Regions from separate parts of the Mus musculus genome. Here all the other regions are linked to region 4. The links are chromatin contacts, called in public Hi-C and HiChIP or PLAC-seq maps. All regions are on one chromosome and are shown on one strand. The core of a region is the stretch at or near the end of the contact, and the rest is flanking DNA. Distances in the headings are between cores, read along the strand shown.

Evidence for each region. Hi-C and Micro-C count contacts between places; a contact is called where the count stands out from the background. HiChIP or PLAC-seq counts read pairs in DNA pulled down with a chosen protein or histone mark.
Region 1: an H3K4me3 HiChIP or PLAC-seq map of embryonic limb bud shows a contact between it and region 4, with 4 times the contacts expected there. The contact joins the enhancer-like site here to the promoter of Ackr3 in region 4. A contact is called at or near these places in 7 of 39 promoter capture datasets (the 3T3-L1 cell line, cranial neural crest, frontonasal cranial neural crest and 4 more), 10 of 484 Hi-C or Micro-C datasets (cortical neurons, embryonic fibroblasts, embryonic stem cells and 5 more), 18 of 115 datasets of contacts at active chromatin or transcription factors (craniofacial prominence, differentiating embryonic stem cells, embryonic basal ganglia and 12 more) and 1 of 9 other capture datasets (adipose tissue).
Region 2: a contact with region 4 is called in an H3K27ac HiChIP or PLAC-seq map of embryonic stem cells, with 2.7 times the contacts expected there. The contact joins the enhancer-like site here to the promoter of Ackr3 in region 4. A contact is called at or near these places in 7 of 39 promoter capture datasets (the 3T3-L1 cell line, 3T3-L1-derived adipocytes, the SN4741 cell line and 3 more), 1 of 15 datasets of contacts at CTCF or cohesin (the NIH/3T3 cell line), 1 of 484 Hi-C or Micro-C datasets (nephron progenitors), 17 of 115 datasets of contacts at active chromatin or transcription factors (the NIH/3T3 cell line, craniofacial prominence, differentiating embryonic stem cells and 11 more) and 2 of 9 other capture datasets (adipose tissue and liver).
Region 3: a contact with region 4 is called in a Hi-C map of cardiomyocytes, with 1.9 times the contacts expected there. The contact joins the enhancer-like site here to the promoter of Ackr3 in region 4.

What each region holds. Positions count from the first base shown.
Region 1 is chr1:90,450,831-90,453,987 of GRCm38.p6, forward strand. It overlaps Gm34992 (a long non-coding RNA gene), which reads left to right. Exons shown (of 5, transcript XR_878387.2): 5 at 394-933. It overlaps Gm28722 (a long non-coding RNA gene), which reads right to left. Exons shown (of 2, transcript XR_878390.2): 2 at 2,710-3,157. Among named protein-coding and RNA genes, the nearest start is that of Gm28722, 52 kb to the right of the region's middle. Within about 2 kb of position 1,366, at least 6 of the 459 cell types and tissues checked have an H3K27ac peak or open chromatin away from gene starts, as enhancers often do. A contact at or near this core is called in embryonic limb bud, where this site is marked.
Region 2 is chr1:90,403,505-90,406,462 of GRCm38.p6, forward strand. All of the region lies in intron 3 of Gm34992 (a long non-coding RNA gene), which reads left to right. Among named protein-coding and RNA genes, the nearest start is that of Gm34992, 67 kb to the left of the region's middle. Within about 2 kb of position 1,552, at least 28 of the 459 cell types and tissues checked have an H3K27ac peak or open chromatin away from gene starts, as enhancers often do. A contact at or near this core is called in embryonic stem cells, where this site is marked.
Region 3 is chr1:89,998,614-90,001,385 of GRCm38.p6, forward strand. The region is part of intron 1 of Asb18 (ankyrin repeat and SOCS box-containing 18); the gene reads right to left. Among named protein-coding and RNA genes, the nearest start is that of Gm34616, 4.7 kb to the right of the region's middle. Within about 2 kb of position 1,493, at least 4 of the 459 cell types and tissues checked have an H3K27ac peak or open chromatin away from gene starts, as enhancers often do. A contact at or near this core is called in cardiomyocytes, where this site is marked.
Region 4 is chr1:90,202,212-90,205,319 of GRCm38.p6, forward strand. Ackr3 (atypical chemokine receptor 3) reads left to right here and starts at 1,769. Exons shown (of 2, transcript NM_007722.4): 1 at 1,769-1,876.

The DNA.
Region 1 (3,157 bases), core at 116-2,615, 250 kb after region 4:
TCACATCTTAGTGGACAGGGAGACTTACATGGTGGTGGACAGGGAGACTCACATGGTGGTGGTCAGGGAGACTCACATGGTGGTGGACAGGGAGACTCACATGGTGGTGGACAGGGAGACTCACATCTTAGTGGACAGAAGTACTTGCATGCTAGTGGACAGGAAGCAGTGGAGAAGAAACAGGAAGGGGCCAGAGTAGGGTGTAACCCCCAGATTTAAGCAGATCTTTCGAAGTGATGGGACAATGGGTGGTGGGCTGGACAAGAAGAAGCGGGTCACTAAGAGGAGGTTCTTAGGGGCTCCTGTGCCTCAGTCCCTGAGTCCTACTGCTACTCTGGGTTGTCTGACCACCAAGATTTGAGCTGACCTGCTATCTCCTCCCGACCATGGCAGATTGATGCCTCTGAAGTCATGAGGAAGACAACACTTTTCTGCGGGACACTGGTATGCTGCGTGTTTGCCACCATAGTGGATTGACGTGGCGATGACAGTCTGACCAGCACAAGCCAGCACTTCTTTTTCCTGGACAACAAATACCCAGCAAGTCAATGAACAAGAGGAAATGGCTCTGCCCAGCAAGATGGATGACCCACCTCTTCATAGGAGGTGTGCTCAGACACAGCCAGACTCTGTGTACCTTTCCCTCATGACCAGGTTTTGACCCTTTTGAAACCTTCAGTTGGTTCTATCTTATGGTACTTGTACAAACACACTTAGTGAAAAGGTGCTTGACAGATATTTGCACATCAAACAGAGGGAAGCAACCCAAAACCCAGCCAGGAGTTAGGAGCACAATCCCAGGGCTTCCCTTAGCAGGAGATGGCCAGGCCGGTAAGTGGCTGCTCTTCTGTGTCTCATAGGATAGTCTCTGGAAGTTTTTAGACATTTGTTTCTCTCTCTCTCTCTCTCTCTCTCTCTCTCTCTCTCTCTCTCTCTCTCTCCCTCCCTCTCCCTCTCCCTCTCTCTCTCTTCCCCCCCCCTCTCTCTTTCTCTCTCTCTCTCTCTGTGTGTGTGTGTGTGTGTGTTTTACCTGCATGTATGTATGTTCACCACCCATGTGCCTAGTGCCTGTGAAGTTCAGAAGAACAAATAGGATCCCCCAGACCTGGAGCTATGGATAGTTGTGAGCCACCATGAGGGTGCTGAGAATTAAACCCAGATCCTCTGTAAGGGCAGCAAGTGCTTTTAACTACTGAGCCATCTCTCCACCCATAGCCCTGTCTTCTTATGCAGTCCTTCCTTGCCCAGATGGAGGTAGAGTCACAAAGGAGCCCGGGGCTTGTTGATTAAGCGGTCTTGTTGCCAGGGATGCAGGCAGTGACCATCCAACCCCTGGTATCCTTGTGTGGGTTTACATTCTCCGAGCTTGCTGCTCTGTCGTAAATCTGCAAGGCACATGGGTTCTATTTTATGTTGCAAGGCTTAGACTTTATGGGGCATGTCTGTTTCCTTGGTCAATGAACGTTTTCTAAATCAATAAGGGAAACAATAGTCCTGAGAGAGTTGAGGCTTCTCCTGGGCTGGTGAGGGTTTTCTCTGCAGTGCCTATGCCTGGACTCATGTGTATGCTATAGCGTGCAGGATGCAATGGGATCAATTCTGCTTCAACAACATCTGGCAGGGCTGAGTTGGCTGGACAGGCATTTTTACTGGCTCCCCCCCCCCATGCTAATTTTTTAAAGTTGTTTGCAAGGATTGGCTGCATTAATTAAAGAGCTTTCTCAGGCCCGTGGTTTATGTTTGCTGGAGCCTGGGATTCCTCAGGCATCATTTTTACTTGCCGAGAATAAACTATGGGCCGGAGATGAAAATGCCTTTTAATTTTATCACCAAACCTGGAGAACGAGTCCTTACCCCTGCTCCACATATATTTAGTCTTAAGACTAAGTCACAGGGAAGAAACTTGAGGTGGTTTCAGGACAGGAGAAGGAGAATTCATTCTAGACCTCTAGGTAATAGGGAAACATCCAGGAAAGTGACTGGTGACTAGCGTCTTGCTGGGACACAGGTGCCCCCTTCTCGGGGGCATGAGGAATGACTCCCCAACGTCTGAACTAGAGAAACCTCTCCCTAGCCTAAGGGCTGATGACACTGTGTGTCAGAGCCAGGCAGTGCCCCACTAGGGTACTTACCTAGTTCCTCAGTACCAGATTCAACCAAGCCGTGTAGACACTCAGCCACAGCAGTGCTCAGCAAAGCTCATTTTATGTTAAGGTGGCAGTTAGTATTTTTCTAGGGAACAGAAGTGTTTCATGAATGTAGTCTTTTAAAAAGGATAGAAAGACATAAAAATGAAAATAAAAGCATCTACAAGGCACAAAGTTCAACAGGTTGCTTCTACAAAGGCTGCCGTGATGTTCTTTATATTTTATTAGACTTTGCCTGTGGCCTTTAACAGTCTGTAAGAATGTATTCTTTATGGATCCATAGTACTCCACATTATGATGTATTGTGACTTACTTGGCCATTTTCCTGCTATCAGGTATTTATGGTTTTGGTTTTGTTGTTGTTTTGTTTTGTTTTACTTTTCTCATTGTTAAAGACACAGACGTTGGACATTTTTGCACAAAAACCTCAGGCTGTATTTTCACAGGTTTTTAGAAAGACATATTTTGAAGGATGCAGAACTAATACTACTAACTCTTTCAGGATCTTGAAAAAAAATACTAAAAATGTGGAAACACACTGCCCAAACAACATTGCTTTCTAAAAACTTATGTTTATTTATTTATAGGTATATGAGTGTCTCTGTATGACAGCCTCAGAGGTCAGAGACTTAGGCTCCCTGGAGCTGCGGTTACAGATGGTTGTGAGCCACCTGATGTGGCTGCTGGGAACTGAACCTGGGTCCTCTACAAGAGCAGCTAGTGCTCTTAACCTCTGAGCCACCTCTCCACCTAAATCTTCATGACAGCGTACCAAGAAAAACTTCAGCTTTCTAGTGTGACTCTTCAGAGTCTGATCATCTGACGTGTCTGCTTAAAATCAATCAAATTTTGCCTTGAAGTCATCTTGAAGGGAAAAGCTTTGCCCCAGATAGAGAAGGGATTCATGCTCTCTCAGGTTGTCTGTTGCTTGCTAAGATGTATCAGCTCTGTGTGAGCATAGCAGAGTAGAGCTGCAGAGGCCCAGGTCCTCGAACAAGTCTTCTCCAAGC
Region 2 (2,958 bases), core at 302-2,801, 200 kb after region 4:
AAGTAGGTGTGCTTGCCTGTGGCACCAAGGTACAGCCTCTGACTGTACTCAGGAGAGAGAGAGAGGAAGGAGAGGGGTGTGGCCCTGGGAACCATGGAAACTCTGGGAGAAGGAAAATACAGAGAAAGAGATAGACATACATACAAGAAGAGGGGAGAAGGATGAGAAAGAGGGAAAGCACAGGGAGGGGGAAGGAGGGAGAGGATGAGGACGAAGAGAAGAAAAGTGAAGGGGGAGGAAGAGACAGGCGAAGAGGGACACATGGAAGAAACAGGCTTCAGGTGTGCCCTCGGAAAGAAAGACCTCAGAAGCCGAGGAAGAAAATATTCTAGAAAAGTCAAGTTTGCCTGATTTTCCAGGGTTACCACCTGAGTCCTGGTCCTCACTGGACTTGATGGTTGAGACATCAGTGGTATCAACAACAGGAGTAGTAGAAAGAGCTCTATGAATTCAGGCCTCGGGCATGGCTGCCAGATATTTAAAAAAAAAAACAAAAACATTTCTTTCCTGAAAATGCGATAAGATGAAACAAAGCTCTCTTGAGTTTAATGATGGCGTGGATTGTTTGAAATGCCAGCAGGGAGGCTGGAGTGACACACAGCAGTTAAGACAGTTACTGCTCTTACAGAAACCGAAAGCTTGCTTCCTAGAACCTATGCTGGGCTACTCTCAACCACCTGTAACTCCAGCTCCAGGGGATCCAAAGCTCTCTTCTGGCTTCCATGGGAACCCACAATGATGTGCATAAACCCAAATACACACACACACTCGCACGCATACACACACAGAGGCACACACAAGGAGGCACACATAGACATAGACACATATACATAGACACACACAGACAACATAGAGACTCACAAACACACAGAGATAAACAAATGCAGACCCAGATACGGATACACACACACACAGATACATAGACACACAGAGAGACACACAGATAAACACACACATACACAAGTACAGATACACTCAGACATAAACACAGAGGCACAGATACACACAGATACAAACAGACACACACACACATAGAGATACACATGGATAAACATACAGACATACACAGACACAGATTACACAGACACACACACAGACACAGGGACACACACACACACACACACACACACACACTTGTTTATAACATAAATATAAGACGGTACTTTGGAAGGTATGGAGCCTAGCAGTGTGGCTTCTTTCTCTTCTTTCCCCAGGAGAGTTCCTATTTGCGGGTATCTTGCCTTTCTGGATGCGGTCAGAGTAAAGCTGCTCTTGGATGTGTTTGCTGAAGGAGGATGTAATTAGAAAACCAAATCTGCAGGCAATCCATGAAAAGCACTGGGCTCATTTCCCTAAAGTGGTAATTGTCAATAGGAAGGCAAACACTGTGGATTAGACTCCTGGATGAAATCCACTCTCCAGAACGCAAGGGTCATTTGTTTTCACAGAGCTTGCAAACATCAATGTTGACAGGCAGGAGGAAATGGAAGTGGGCCCAGGGCTGGGCAGTGCCCTTGATCCAGGTGGCCTTGTTTACCTGGGACTATTGTAACCTGACAACAAAGGGGGAGAGAACCCCGGGGTCTGGTTGTCCTCTTGCTAGGCCTCACATGCTGTGCTGGAACATGTGGATCCCTCTCCCCCACACCTGTCTAAGTCTGGCCCCCTATTTCAGACCTAGTTTCCATGGTTCCCAGGGCAGGTGTGCACAGCCACAAACGTTGTTTCTTTCTGAAATGCTCCCCGTGACCTTCCTGTGACCTCCTCATGACCTCTCCCCTATGCCTCCTCTTGGTTTGCTTTTACCTTGGCTGACCTTCAGAATCATTTACATAAGTGATTGATTACTTGGCAAATTCTTCTATTCATAGAGAACAGGACAATGCTCATAGATTTATTATGATTTATTAACTCAGCCATTCAGACACTTGTTTGCCTTTTATTTAAGGTGAAGGTTTGCCTTGATGTAAACATGGGCCACCCATCCGCCTTGATGTTTTGTTTGGTTTAAACATGGGCCACCCATCCCGGTGCTATGGGTAAAGACTCACTGGCTTTCCTGGCTGCCTGGCTGGGATGCAGTCTCTGTAGATGCTTCTTGTTCACAGGAACTTAACAGGGCCCCCAAATGGCTTCTCCCCATTTCTTTCCATACGGGGTTTTAATGCCTTTGACTCTAAAGGTCTCTAAGCCCCCAGTGTTGAGAGGATCCTCCTTCCAGGCTCTGGGAAGTCTCTGGTTTATGTTCTCAAGCCTTCTTTATGGTGGAGCTTTGCCAGTAAGATGCCCTGCACATTCCAATGGGCGGGGGCTGGGGGAGGGAGGACGGCTGTGGCTCCTTGTGTGGCTTTCCTTTCTTCCAGGAAATCTCATTTCCAGGGTCCTGACTTCTAACTCCAGTCTCCCTAGCAGCCTCCTCTGTGTCCTTGAAACCCTGGTGGCTACAAGTTCTACCCTTTTGCTTTTTCTCTCATGGGCAAAACCTACATCTGGCCAGGTACCATATCTTTGCATCCTCTGAGGTCCCTGTAGCTAAGTGACCTTTCCCCCTCCCCCCACTCACTCCTTACCTTCCCTGGACTTGTGTGGCTCTTACACACACACCCTCTGGGAAATCTTGGTCATTCTCTAGCTCAGTAGCTTTATTAACGTTGAAATTCTTCGGGAGATATGAGAGCATCTCCATAGAAGCACCTCCCTGTCCATGAAGGTCCCACTTGACCCACCTTCTGGCCTTCCTTTGAAGGGCTTCGCTGGAGCTCCAGATCATCTTGAGAGAAATTCAATCTCTTTACACTATTTCCCCATCCCTGCTCCCTGGTTACACTACCATGCATTGATGCATTCCCAGCTCAGGACAGAAGATAGAAGAGCCAGAGGAGGTAGGAAATGCTGTGTGTGTGCACAACCTCTCTGAGGCATCCTTGAGGCTTTGTGAAGCATTTATGATACCTGCAT
Region 3 (2,772 bases), core at 243-2,742, 200 kb before region 4:
TAACCGAACGTGGTTACATTTTAGGGTGTCTCGTAAGGTTTTGGGGGTTCAGAGATGAAAATCCCATCTGCGGGGATCACACAGGACAAGAAATTCATGTTTGGAAGACCCCCAACAGGAGCCGCTTAGTCTTCCTCCCCAAAGCTGTGAGCAGTCCCCTGGTGTGTGAGTGACACTCCTTTCTGACCCCGTGTCCTGGGTTAGGCTCTTCACCCCCTCCACCTCTAAATGACCCTGCCTATGCACAGCTGGCCTGCACAGCTGGCCTGCACAGCTGGCTGGCACAGCTGGCCTGCACACCTGGTCTGGGCAGATGGACCCACTTGCTCATCCTTATCCTTTTCAACTTAGTCAAAACCAATGCACAGCCCCAAGATTCCACTCTGGCTTTGCCTTCTTTTCCAAGTCTGGTCCACACAGAAAGCCAACTTCTTTTAAATGTAAATTTGTGTATAAGTTGCTGAAAATCTGATCAAACCTTGAGGGACTATGGTAAAACAGAAGGACCAGAGACTGTGGTTTTGTTTTAAATACAGAACAAATTGAGAGTTCTTAAACTGGCAGACATCACACCAGGTCTGCAAAAATCTCCACTGGATTAGGAAAAAAAGACGGTCTGGGGTGTTTCAGAACAGGGGTGTCAGTTGTAGGTCTGGGGGTCAGTAGGAGCCCATTGGGTGAGCAGGACTTGGGATGTGACTGTTATTGTGCAGTGGGCTGAGGTAAAGGGTGTGTGCACTTCAACCTGAGAGGGGTGGTATTCTGAAAGCTTCAGGGAAGATGATAAACTACAGTTCTTTTAAAAAGAAACTCTGAGTGATTCCTGGTGGAGAAGCACCACACATGAGGCCTCAGAGCAGTGCCTGATACTTTAGTTGCCGAATAGAATCACCTGAGGAGCTACAAAAGGCAGGATGCCAGGACCCCAGCCTGAAGACTTGTGCTGGGTTGGGCTGCATGCCGCCTGAACATCGGGACCCTAGGAACTGTCTGAGCACTTCTATCTGCAGCCAGGTTGAGACCATGCTTGGCTGGGGACACTGCAGGTGCTGCTTTCAGGTGATCCATGTGAATATACGGAGGGGAAACGGCGAGCATGAAGCAATCGGCTCCAAATGATCTCAGCCAGCCAGAGCAGTGGCTGATTCCGTCTGTGATCCAAGCCGTTGGGGAAAATCCAGGCATAGAGGACCTGTTTCTTGTGACTCAGGGGTCTCGGACTGCTGTTCACTGTCCGGGTCCTCCTGTTTATGTCTCTAGAGGCTTCACTTTCTCGATGGGTAGTTTAGAGGTAATTGGTGCCAAAGGCATACTGATGTTTGCGCCCAAATTTAGGTGACACAGATGCAGCAAGCTATCTGGAGTTATTTTAAACCATCAAAGCATGTTTGTAGAGACCTGACTTGTGTCAACAAAGGGTCAGTTCAAGTTCACTTACTTTGGCTGTCAGAACCCAGAGTCCTTCCTGGAGTCCACAAGCAACAGTGCTTTGCTGCCCATGGTCCCCTTTGATCCCTGATATGAGCTTGCGTACATCTGGTTCTGCCTCTACACTGGCCCACAGTTGGTCTGACTTTTCTTAGCTAGCATCTTGTTTCCCAGTTAGGTTGCTAACTTAACATTTATCCACATTAGCAGTTACACTGAGGATGGGAGTGAGGTGGTCACACCTCACAGCTTAGGAGACCACTCTCTTCAGTTCCTCTTCCTGTCTGAGTCTCTGGTGTCACCATGAAATCTTCCCTCTTTTCTTGCAAGTGAGGTTCCCCCTCTCCACCTGCCCAGGGAGCTGGTCCTACCTAGAAATGCTCCTGAATGCTGTTTTCTCCTGGAGAGAGGGTTAGTAATGAATTTCATTTGCCCCAAGTCAGCAGATTTAGTAGTTTTATTTCTTCAGAAGAACCAGCAAAGGTTGCCACCTTGTTTGTACGGTAAACCCTGGCAGAGTGCTATACAAGTGAAAAGGCAGAGTGCGGAGTGAATGGATGTCGAGGAAAAGAAAAATCTAAGCAGGCAGGGACGCCCAGCTTCTGTCTGAATGACAGAGTGAGAAGCCATCTTTTCACCCTACCTGAATATCATATTGCAGAGATACTTGAGATTTAAATAGTAAGTATGATGCTTTATCCACAGAAGGGATAAAAATTAGTCTTTTCTAACTGCTTCTTGTCATGGAGACAGCTAATGAGAGAGATTATTATTATTTTGCCTCTAGATCCAGTGATGGTGGACTCCACATTCAGATGGCCCCGGGTTGCACACATGATGGAGTTTGAGGGTGATTCCTATCTCCTTGCTGTACCAGGATCTTGGTTTCCTGTGTCCGAGCTGACACAGGATCATGTTTTCCCTTCCCAAAGAGCAAGTGAATATTTGCACTCTTGGGACTTGGTGGGACAATCCAGCCAGGTCTGAATGCTGAGTGCTGGGAGGCCTGGTGACATGGCTGGCCCCTTTCTCTTCAGTAGCAACTTTCTGTGTGTCCCAGGCACAGGGAAGAGCTTCCGAAGCAGCAGGAGGCCCCATCATTTCCCCACTCTCAGTAAAGCCAAGGCTTGGCTTCCTTCCTGGACCACTGGAAAGTGCCTGGCTCCCTGCTGGGGTCAAGTGTCTGAGTAAGGGACAGGTCGAAGGGGCCAGAAGTCAGTGTGTGATACACCAGAGTCTATGCCTGTTCGTTTGAACATGCTCATTTGTATTGCTGGCCCAGTCAGCGTGCCCCTTTTATAAATGGCCATTGTGGTGGTTTGAATGACGAATGTCTCCCCTAGG
Region 4 (3,108 bases), core at 519-3,018:
GTGTCGCGGTGAGAAGCAGAGCCGGCCCCTGTTGTGGACATCCTGGGATGGCCGCACGAGGGCAGGTCTCTGCTTTGCTCCCAGGCAGTGCTGGGCTCTGGACAAAGGCAGTCAAGAACCTTCCCTGCAGAGGATTTGGCCCCGGGCCTGGGCGTGCTGCGATGCGCAGGCGCTTTGGCATCCCAAACTGGGGCGGATTGCTAATAGTGCCTCGTCTTCAGTGAATGAAAGCTAGAAGGCCTGGGGTAGTACGGCCCAGCTGGGTCCGGAGGCCCCAGACCCTTTTCTGACCCTGAGGCCTCAGAGGTCCCTGCCTGATGCTATAGGACACTCCCTGTTCTTACAGACCCTCCCTGTTGACTCAGACCTCCCTCCCCTTGGGGCCACAGACCAGTCTTTGTGGCTGTAGGACCGCCCACCTCTAGCTAGACCCAGATCCACCCTTGAGACCACAGACCACATCTCCGGGCCACAGACTCCGCCCACAGGCCTCAGGGCCTCTCCCTTGCATTGAGGTCACAGACTCCCCAGGAGGCCGTATGACCCCCCACCAGATCTCACACTACTCCTTGCAGACACACACCCCTCCCACAGCCCGGAAAGCAGGTGTGCTCCTCAGGAGCTCACTGAGCAGGATCTGCCCCGCCAGGAGTAAAGTGCAAGGCTGTTTAAACAAACCACTTCTTTTGTTAAGGTTTTTCCCTAGACCGAAGCTCTCTAGCCTACGTGAGACTCTGATCCCCAAGTTCTCGGGTTCCTGTGTTCAGCAGTCACTCTCCGGAGACTTAGAAAATAGACTCGGCAAGTGTTGGTGAAGGCAGATTTTGCGTACAGCCCGCGCCTCAACTGTGGGTGCTGTAACTGCCTTTCAGAGGCCCAGGGGGGCATGAGAGCAGAGTGACCACCAGCCCTTTGGAGGGTGGGGGGCACTTGGGGAGGCGTTACAGTGGCGCGGCTTTAAAAGTAAAGATTGGGTCATTTTGTGCTTGAGTTTTACTAAATGGGGAATTGCAAGAGACACATTTAAAAAACAAAACAGGGAATCTTAGCAATGTGCATCGCGATTAGAATGTAGATTTTGATAAAGATGAGGACTGCGATAAAAGTTGGCTAAGCTCACAATGACGACTCTACCTCACCTGCGACAAGGCCTTTTCAGTGACTGGCACTGCTCGACTCCGTGGAACACGGTCTTAATAGGGCCTTAAGGACTTTGTGTAAGAGTTCCAGCAGAATCTGGATCCAACCTAAAGGCACTTTCCCTCACTTCTGGGTGATGGCGGTACAGGGTCGATTAATCGTCCCCTTTCCAAAATGTGACTTCTGTCCAGGAGGCATCGACAAAGAAAGAGCAAGCTTGACAAACCAACATCGAAGTTCAGAAGTTCAGAGTAATTTGTCTTGGGAACAAAGTCTTCCCTGAAGCTACAGGCATTCAAAGGAACTCCCGGTGCTCATGGGATTATTAAAAGCTATACCTGAGACTGGATCAATATTCTATCATTTTGGAACGTCCTAGGACTTCTTTTGGTTTTTCTTCTGCTGACATTTCCCCCAATAGGATCTAGCCTTTGCAAAGGGAGGGATCTGAGGGCTCCCAAGAATGTGTTTGTGCAGGAAACAACAACCTAGAGAGGGTTACAGGAGGGCGTGTGCGCCTGTACAAGCCTGCATGCCTGCGCGCTGTGGTGGGAGAGGAGGGGCGGGAGGAGAGCCGAGGGTTGCAAAACTGCCACCTAGAGGCACTTTCCCGCAGTGTATATAAAAGGCAAGTCCGGAGCCCTGAGAGATCTCAGTTGCTACAAACTGCTCAGCACTGAAGGAGCCTGCAGCGCTCACCGTCAGGAAGGCAAACCACAGCCCAGGAAGCCCTGAGGTAAGTAAGAAAGCCTTGCTTCTGCGACAGCTTTGCCGAGCAACTACGGCAAGGGGCAGGACTCCTGTTCTTACGAGAACTGGGCTTTTTCTGAGAACTCTTGGATCCCTGAGCTGGGGGCTTTAGAGCCTGCAGGTCCGGATTGGAAAGCTCAAAGCACGCTGCATGCCTGCATTGCAAGCTACTGCTCCTGATTTGGGGGATCTGAGTTCAGTCATTTGTGGAGGGAAACCTCTGTGTATGTTTGTTTGCTACTGGACTCTGATTTGTTTCTGTGAGTACTTAAGTTCCAGGAAGCAGGGAAACTTTGCAGAGAATGTGGGATGCCCCATTGAGGTTGCCCAAAGCCAGCTTAGGGGTGAGCTTGGCATCACTGTTTGCCCACTCCTACTTCTGGTTATCAGATTGGCTGTAAAAACCACAAGCGCACTTCCAGAAAGGCATGTGATATGCCCAGAGGCATCCTTCAGCGGACCAGACAACTGGGCTGAGCATTCTGAGTCTAGGATGAGTTTAAACTCCGTGCTCTGGGGGGTGGGGATGGATTAATTCACAGCTCCTGAATTCTGGAAGTTGTAAATTGAATGTTAGCTCCTCTTCATCTTATCTCTTCATGGCACCCCTGCTAATCTAATTTTGAGTATTTATTGTTCTCCTAGAAAGTGTTGTCCAACTTCAATTGGGACAAAAAAAAAAAAAAGCAGACACTAAGAAATCTAGTATTTGAATTTAAATCTACTCTCCAAGTGAACTGTGAGTGTTGCTGACTTTTGTTAGGGTGCATAAAGGTTCACTGGGTGGCTGGGAGTGAGGGAGACTCTGAGGTCAGGGGATCCTGGTCAGCCAAGACTCCTGGCTGCTAGCTACTAGGAAAATGAGGCACTGTGAAAGGCAGACTGGCTGTCTCTTCCCCTTTCTCTCTCTGTCTCTCCATTCATTTGCTCACAAACAGATTAATTAATTGTTTCGATGTGAGGTAGGATCAAGCATCTTTTTAAAGGTGTCTTGGGTTAGTGGCATCCCTGAGACCCCAGTCTGTGCTGTGGCCAGTATGGAAACTTTGTTTTTCTTTGAAGGAGCAGATGCTGGCTTTGTGGTCTTTATTTAGTTCAGGAGAATGTGGAGCTCAATGGATAGGACCAGAAAGGAGGGATGGGGGTGGTTCTGTTTTTTTGTGCCTGGCTCGTTGCAGATTGTAAATGGATAAAGCCCCCAAGTCCCCGTCTTTCTCC